2 separate regions of the Anas platyrhynchos genome follow, and region 2 is linked to region 1. A link is a contact called in public Hi-C data. All regions are on one chromosome and are shown on one strand. The core of a region is the stretch at or near the end of the contact, and the rest is flanking DNA. Distances in the headings are between cores, read along the strand shown. Region 1 has its middle 7.9 kb from the start of DENND3. Region 2 holds the start of RPLP1 (ribosomal protein lateral stalk subunit P1).

Region 1 (4,154 bases), core at 513-3,012:
ATCACCCGACGGGTCAAATATAACAATTAGACACGAACTGCTGTGTCGTGTGTGACTGAAACTGGACATAACGTGACTTCTGGTAAATAGTTAACTCCAGTTAACTGCTTCAAAATCCCTCATTTGCATGCGGACATCATAGGGCAACTTTGAACATGAGAGCAAGCAGCCTGCACTGCCCCAAGACCAAGGAAGATTCCACACATAGCTGGGTTTGCAAAGAAAAAATACGATAGTAGAAGCATCGCCCATGGTCTGTGCTTGTTTTTTATGCTGCATTTTTCCTGATATTATAAATAAAGAAATGCCGAAGTCGGGGATGGTAAATTTACCTGGCAGTGTGTCCCCTCTGTCTTGTTTTCTGTGGTTCTTGTTTGTTCCTCTATGATGGGAATTTCATTTTTCTGTAGGCTATCCTGTTAGTTAAAGAGCAGAGAGAGTATCTACAAGGGTGAATTATTCATCAAAGGCATGAGGCTTTCTTTTCTGGCCCAGCTGAAGGTAACACTGTCTGTCTTTATTTCAATTTATCTTTCCTTGGTGCTTGGAGAATTTTTCAAAGTTGATTTACCTCAAATCTTCGAAGAGCAGAAAACCACCTAAATACAATGGCTCTACGAGATGAAGTAATACAACCCAGCGTAAAAGGAAGTGACTGAAAATCGTAAAAGAAGGGTCATACCCCAGACAGATGAACCTTAGATGCAATTATCAAGTGTCAGAAAGAGCAAACAGGTTATAACAGCTTCGGTCTTCCTCCAGTAGCCTAAGTTTTGATCTCATCCACATGTTTTATATATTGATAAGCTCGTTTGCTGCATCTTTTTTAAAATTAAGCCTCCAGCCCTTAATTTCTTCCTTAGGATCAAGCCCACAGAAGTCATTACAGCATTGCAATGTCAGGCTGTAAAAGCCTCAGGTGGGGAGGCATCGAAATACATGTGGAATACATCATTTTGCTGTGGCCTGTACTGCACCAAAAGGGAGGTCGTTTTACAATCGCCTCTTCATAACGACATGCACGACTACCCCTGAAAATCATGTAATTATGATAAGACTTCAAAAGGAAAGAAGGTAATTTATTTATGTAGTGTCCAGAAACATTCAGCCTCTCGAACTGAAGCAAAACTTGAATCTCAACATGGAAGTCTGTAGAGTTACTGCAACAGGAGCAGTCTGAGTGCACCAGGGAGGAATCACAGGGGCTATTAATAAAGCAATGACTAGAAGAGTGCTGCAGGGCACCGTGCTGCGAAGCACATTTACAATATGCTATAAAAGCTGCGTTTATTTTTAAATTAACATCTTTTAAAAGCAGTAAATTTTGCTTCAGAGAAAGCGGCCCCCAGCTGGAGTTTCCAAGTGATCCTGGCCTATCTAAACCTCGTGAAATAACAGCAGCCAAGCCTTCTGTTCTCCTGCTCAGCCAAAAAGCAGCCCCTAAACATAAACAGCACAAAGGCTTTGGCACCAAGCAGCATCTGTAATTCAGCACGGAGCCAGCTGTTGGATCCCTCATGGGATATTTTCGTACTCTGCTTTATTTTTGCTAACACCCAGGTACACTAGAGGGCTCGAGACACCCTTGATGCCAAACATCCTGCAGACCTATGGCACAGCGTCTGGTCTGAAGAGCTTACAAAACCAACAGCCGGGCAACAAGGGCTTGTTTTGTCTTTATTCTCTGAGTACAGATGGTGTGCAGTTCTGTGAAATTAAAATAAATACCAGAACTTAAATATAACATCCACATCCTCCAGACAAGTGATTGCATAAATATGCAGAATTTGCAGCCTTGTTTTCATATTAATTCTAACCACATCTCCCTCGTATCGCCAGGCAATGTTTTCCCCTTATTATCTTTCACCACCAGTCTCATTTCAGACAGCAAAGCCAGCTCCAGACAGCCAACTTTCTGATAACAAAACATCCACGGCTCTGGCTACCCCTGCAGCATACGACAGAGCTCTGAAAAGCTCTGCTTACCCTTTCAGCTTCTGGGAAGGAAGAGGGAGAAGGTGTGTGAGATGATGATTCAGAGGTGGCCACTGCCCAAGCAGCAGGTGCCGAGTTCTACTTTCCCATTCTGTTCAAGGCACAAAGAGCAAACCCAGCTCTTCATGACTTTCCCCGGAGTTTTCCATCCCAGATCTTCCGCTTAAATTCATCCCATGTCCCATGGCAGGAGCAAGGTTTGTATAAAAGATACAGGTCAGGAAGGAGGCTGAGGTCATTATTTTTTTTCAGGTTCACCTCATTGACTCTGCATAACACGTTTCCCTTACGTTTTACAAAGGAGTTGTAAAAAGGGTTTCTGTAGAAGTCATTAGCACTTGCACTGCAGGAGAACCTAAAGCCATCTGAATCCAGACCTCTGAAGGCAGGATGAGCTCCCAGGCTTTGCCTTAGGGAACGTGCTCTCCACCTTTCCTCGCCCTCATTGCCCATTCTGCCCTGAGGCAGAATGGAAGCAGTTAATGATAGCTGTGAGGAACACCACAAGCTGTGTGGTTGCCAATACTCATGGCACGTGTCTCTTCCTGCGGCTCCAATTTCCTGGCATCCAGGCACTCTCAGGTCTGAATTGCAAACTAGGCTCTGCTTTCCACTCTTGCAATCATCCACCCATCCAGATTTTTCTCCTTTTTAATTGAGAAAGGGAGGTTGTGAAATTCCTGTTGCTGAGCAACCTGATCTAATTTCCATGTCAGCCCTGCTTGGAGCAGGGGATTGCACTTCGAGACCTTCAGAGATCACTTCACATTTGATTTTTTTCTGATTCTTCTCTCCATAAAAGCAGGTGCATTGGGTGTCTTCATCAAGTTTTGCTTGAGCAGAGCCAGCTCCAGCCACCTCTAAAAGAGGGTAGGTAGACATCAGGAAGAAATTCTTCACTCAGAGGGTGCTCAGGTCCTGGCACAGGCTGCCCAGAGAAGCTGTGGATGCCCCATCCCTGGAGGTGCTCAAGACCAGGCTGGATGGGGCTTTGGGCAACCTGGGCTGGTGGGAGGTGTCCCTGCCCATGGCAGGGTGCTAGATTTAGATGGGCTTTAAGGTCCCTTCCAACCCAACCCATTCTGTGATTCTTTGTTCTCCAAAATGCACCCACTGCAGCCCAGAGCTGAGCTCATCAGTGTTTCTGCTTGCACCTCTGCAATAACATTTCAGAAGAAAGGGCAAAAACCCCACATGGCAGCTGTGAGCTGCAGGGGGAAGGCGTTTTTAGTTTTGTTTCTCACCATCCTGCTCTATTTTTAATTGGCAATTAACTAAATGAATCTTCCCCACGTTGAGTCTGCTTTGTCTGTGGCGATCATTGGTACATGATCCCCCCGACTTTATCTCAACCCACAAAATTTTCTGTCTTGTTTTTCTCACTTTGTCCTGTTGAGGAGGGGGAGTGCGAGAGCAGCTGGTGGGAGTCCGGCAGCCAGCTGAGATCAAACCCACCACAGCAGGTAATGAACTTTATGAGCCATGCTCTGAGCACTGAAAGCACATGAACAGCACTGTGGAACTCGTGATGGGATTTGTTCAAGTGCATATGGGTATCAGGATGTGCTCTTTTATGAAAATCCTGCAACAACACTCAGAGAACATTTTCTGTTTATAGTTGGGTCACTGAAATCATGTAGTGTCACTCAAATCATTGATTGGTATTGGGAAACAACAAAATTTTCAATTATCGATTCCAGTTCTTTGCTCTAATTTTTGCTATTCTATTTATGAGTGCATAAATACAACCATGATACGTAAAGCAACAGAGACATTATTTTTCAAAAGGGTTAAGAAAAAAGAAGGAAAACAAAACAAAACAAAACAAAACAAAACAAAACAAAACAAAACAAAACAAAAAAAAAAAAAAAAAAAAAAAAAAAAAACAGCATTAAGGCACTACTATATCATGGCAAGGCAGTTATTTATTCCAAGCTGAAGGGACTGGTTTCACACATAAAGGTGATCAGGGGTCAGTGTTAGCTCCCCCCACTGCATATATTTTCTTTGTTAAGTTTTAATCTGTTCTGCTCTCACTAGTGTCCACTTTTTTTTTCCAGAAGGAGGGAAAAAATATGACAGCACCGAGGACTGAAGGAATAAGGAAGCTTGGGAAAAGACTGCACATATTCAGTCGTGAGTACTGTTAGTAAGTTAGT
Region 2 (4,154 bases), core at 932-3,431, 260 kb after region 1:
TATTTGTGATTATGGGGTGTCACTTCTTACATTCCCCTACTTTTAAAATCCCTTTTTCTTTGATGGAGGTGGCGGAAGCTCTCAGCAGCAATACAGTTGCAGGATCTGCTGCTACCTGGAGTCCCCCATCAAGACCAGACCTCATTTCCCCAGGTGCCTGCATCTTCCCCAGGAAAAGTCCTGGGTTTTGTGGGATGGGGCAGCGTAGTGCTACTACCATTCAACCAGATGCACCACAACCCTCCAATACAGCTTTTGAGTATTCCTTTAAACATACAGAATGCTTTATTACTGCCTTTCATTTCATATTTTGACACACTTAAAGATAGCCCTCACTTTGACTCATAGAATAAGCCCAATTCAGAAGTTTTCATAATACTTTTACATCACTCCATTTGTACGTTACCCTTCAACACAGCTGTTTTTTCAGTGATGCTCCTTGATTTTTTCCCTGGGGAAGCAAAACATTCTGCACCCTCTGTACCTCATACACCCCAGGCTTGAAGCTTTGAGTATTGCAAAGACTTTTTTCATCTACTCCTTAAATTACAGCTCTACATGAGAAACTACAGAGTTTTAACCCCAGACAAGGGCCTTCAGATACGAATTTCAGCCTTCTCCAAAACATTCTCAACTGCTCTCCACTGTGAAAGGCCCACAGTTGTGCCCCAGCCTCTAACTGCTCCTAGGAAGGAATTCCTAGCTCCTAGCTAGGAGTTGGTGGGGTGCTGCAGCATCCCAAGAGCTCACAGCACAGGGAGCACACCAAGCAGTAACACTTCTAAACCTCCACACCTCCCATGCTCACTGCAGCTGTGTTTACACCTCTATCCACATGCTGGGAATGCAGTTAGGAGCTGTAACTGGCTCTGTGCTACGCCTCTGCTGCTGCTGGGGATGAAGAACCAACACAGGGAGTAGTTAAACCCTAGGCCTGCATTCAGTGGCAGCTGTTTTGGGGACTGCAGGGAGTGTGGCCAACCTTCATCCGCTCCCTTCCAGCATTTAAGAGACAACCAAACAGTTCAATGCTTCTTTATTACAGGCAGGTACAAAACTAATTAGTCAAAAAGACCAAAGCCCATGTCATCATCAGATTCCTCTGATTCCTCTTTCTTTTCCTCTTCTTTCTTCTCTTCAGCTATAAAAGAAAAAGCAGTGAGAATTTTTTGCACCAATTCATAAGTCACATGCTGGAGGACTTAACATCAGGAAGCAAAACCTGGATGGTGACAGCTTATTCATCACAGAATGGCCTGGGGTGCGAGGGACCTCAAAGATCATTTAGTCCCAACCCCATGCCACAGGCAGGGACACCTCCCACTGCATCAGGTTGCTCAGGGCATCATCCAGCCTGGCCTTGAGCACCTCCAGGGATGGGGCAGTCACAGCTTTTATAGGCAGCCTGTGCCTCTGAGGTAACCCCAGCACCACGTGCTTAATTGAAAGGCTCCAGCCTTATTACTAAGCATGAGGCGTGGTTCTGCTCCCTCCCACCCGCACGCTGCCTCCCAAACTTCCTAAGAACATCTCAGCCCAAGGTTTCACCCAGCAGCTCCCATCCCAGCACCCCACTTACCCGGGGCAGCCCCGCCGCCCGCCGGCGCAGCCCCTCCCGCAGGAGCAGCCGCAGCCGGAGCCCCGCCGCCGGCTCCCACGTTGCAGATGAGGCTGCCGATGTCGATGTTGGCTAAAGCCTGAGAAGAAAAGCACCCGGCACGGCCTCGTTAACGCGGGGCGAGCTTCGCTTCACCCTCCCCCCCCCCCAGAGCCCCCTTCCCCATCCACCCCCCCCTTACCTTAGCGAACAGCCCCGGCCAGAAGGGCTCCACGGTGACTCCGGCCGCCTTGATGAGGGCGTTAATTTTGTCCTCCTGCAACGAGGCCGGCGCTGAGGAGACGGCTCCGAGGGAAGGAGGAGGGGGAGGAGGAGGAGGAGGCCGCCGCCGCCATGCCGCGGCCGGCCGCCATCTTGTGGCGCCGGGGCCTTGCACTCACCGTCACGGTGACTTCGTCGTCGTGCAGGATGAGGGCGGAGTAGATGCAGGCGAGCTCGGAGACGGAGGCCATGGTGTGGTGGTTGGGGGGCGCGGTGCCAGTCGCCGGGGTGGAACGGCCTTAGCTTCGTGTGAAGGACACAGCACCTTGTGCGGCCAGCGAGGAAAGGGCGCCCGGCGCTGAGGGGCGGCTTTATATCAGTGACCTCAGCCAATCGCAGAGCCGAACGAGGAGATGACAGCGCCGCTGGCCAATCCGAGAGCGGGGAGGAGAGGAGCTCCGCCAATCGCGGCGGGGGGGGCGGGAGGAGGCGAGGCGGCGGCCATTTCCCGCTGCCCCCCTCACGCTTGAGGGCGGGCTGGGGCTGAGGCGCCGCCCGCCGGCCTGCGCCACGAGGGGTCGCGATTTGGCACCGTTTTGCCCCAAAAACGCATCCAAACCTCGTGGGTGGCACCTGGGTGGCTGGCACCTTAGGGTGACGTTGCTTGCCTGAACGCACGTGTGTAAAAATAAATAAATAAATAAAATAACGATGTGGAAAGAGCCATTTGTGATCAATTCCCACTTCTAGGTGACTTTGTAACCTTAGCAAACTCCAGCATTTCCCCCTCTGCTATTTATATGTGATCAATCAATACCCAGACAAGGGTAAAGTTACTTAAAATATGTGTGTTTTTTTTTTTTTTTTTGTAGGCTGGTGTTCGCAATCTGTAAATAAAATTTTCAAAATCAAGCTTGAGCAGAATAATTTAAGGATTTGCAAAAAGATATAGTATTTAGAACCTTAAAATGACAGCGTTCAATGCATCTTTTACCCATCCCTTCCTCATAATTCGAAGCATCTCCAAGTTTCACTGGATGGGGATCAGATGCTACTTACTGCTGGAGATGGTGAATGCTGAATGTTGCAGCACTTCGCTTGCAGGTGACTGAAAAATGTAATTTTCAGGCAAATGAACTCACAGATCTAGTTAGAAGGAAGTTCTTGTGTAGGCTACAGCTATGCTCGAAATATCTGGAAGCAGAAACTGGAGTTTGCTTAAGGGCGTTGGAGTCTCTGAGCAACTCCAACAGCACCTCTGTAAATGTGCAGCTTGTGGAAAGGCTAAAAAAAACACCTGCAGGAGACCCAACCTTATCTTGTAAGATTTCTCCTAAACAGATCCCAGATTATGTTCGTGTATATGGGAGAGGGAACTGAAGAATGACTTGCTGAAGCAGAAGGAAGCAAGGGGAATTGTCATAGAATCATAGAATCATAGAATATCCTGAGTTGGAAGGGACCCTTAAGGATCATCAAGTCCAACTCTTGACACCGCACAGGTCTACCCAAGTTCAGACCATGTGACTAAGTGCACAGTCCAATCTCTTCTTAAATTCAGTCAGGCTCGGTGCAGTGACCACTTCCCTGGGGAGCCTGTTCCAGTGTGCAACCACCCTCTCTGTGAAGAACCCCCTCCTGATGTCAAGCCTAAACTTCCCCTGCCTCAGCTTAACCCCGTTCCCGCGGGTCCTGTCGCTGGTGTTAATGGAGAAAAGGTCTCCTGCCTCTCGACACCCCCTTACGAGGAAGTTGTAGTTGTAGTTGTCAATTGCCAATGCAGGAGGACCACCATGAGCCCATGTGAAGATAGCTAAACAGCTCAGATTATACCTCATGGCTAAAGACACTGCCAGCTGAGAAGCCAAATGATGTTAGATTCAGCATCTGAAATGTGCCTGCTCCGCTGAAAACATCCTGCATTGAATAGAAAGTAACTTATTGTACAGGATTTAAATAGTGCCTATAAATCTTTGCTGTCTTCAGAAAAAAAACTAGCTTCACTGAACTTGCAGGTTCTGTGTGTTCAAGGGCTTCTTGTTGGCGATGTTCCACAGATTTCATGATGTTGTACTGAAATTGAATGCATTTGTTTGGGGACAGTACTCAGGAGTTTCTATTGCTTGTGGATAAGAAGACAGGTGAATGACAGGGGCCAGCTTTTTCTATCCTGTTTTCATGGTGAAGGTCTGAGTGGAAATTTGGGCAGACCCTATAGGAGAGAAAAGGGACGTAGGTAACAGTTCTTAAACAAAAATGATTTTAAAATGAAGATGCGTTGTTTAAAAATAAAATATTATGACCTGAAATTTAAACGTGACTTTCACATAAGCTT

What was found. A called contact is a pair of places that touch in the nucleus more often than the background predicts.
Region 2: a contact with region 1 is called in a Hi-C map of small yellow follicle, with 2.1 times the contacts expected there. The contact joins the promoter of RPLP1 here to the enhancer-like site in region 1. A contact is called at or near these places in 2 of 8 Hi-C or Micro-C datasets (small yellow follicle and subcutaneous adipose tissue).

What each region holds. Positions count from the first base shown.
Region 1 is chr2:3,976,544-3,980,697 of IASCAAS_PekinDuck_T2T, forward strand. No RefSeq gene overlaps it. Among named protein-coding and RNA genes, the nearest start is that of DENND3, 7.9 kb to the left of the region's middle. Within about 2 kb of position 1,763, at least 4 of the 8 cell types and tissues checked have an H3K27ac peak or open chromatin away from gene starts, as enhancers often do. A contact at or near this core is called in small yellow follicle, where this site is marked.
Region 2 is chr2:4,231,270-4,235,423 of IASCAAS_PekinDuck_T2T, forward strand. It overlaps RPLP1 (ribosomal protein lateral stalk subunit P1), which reads right to left and starts at 2,182. Exons shown (of 4, transcript XM_027452747.3): 1 at 1,999-2,182; 2 at 1,800-1,874; 3 at 1,580-1,697; 4 at 1,020-1,141. The coding sequence starts at 2,070. The coding sequence ends at 1,062.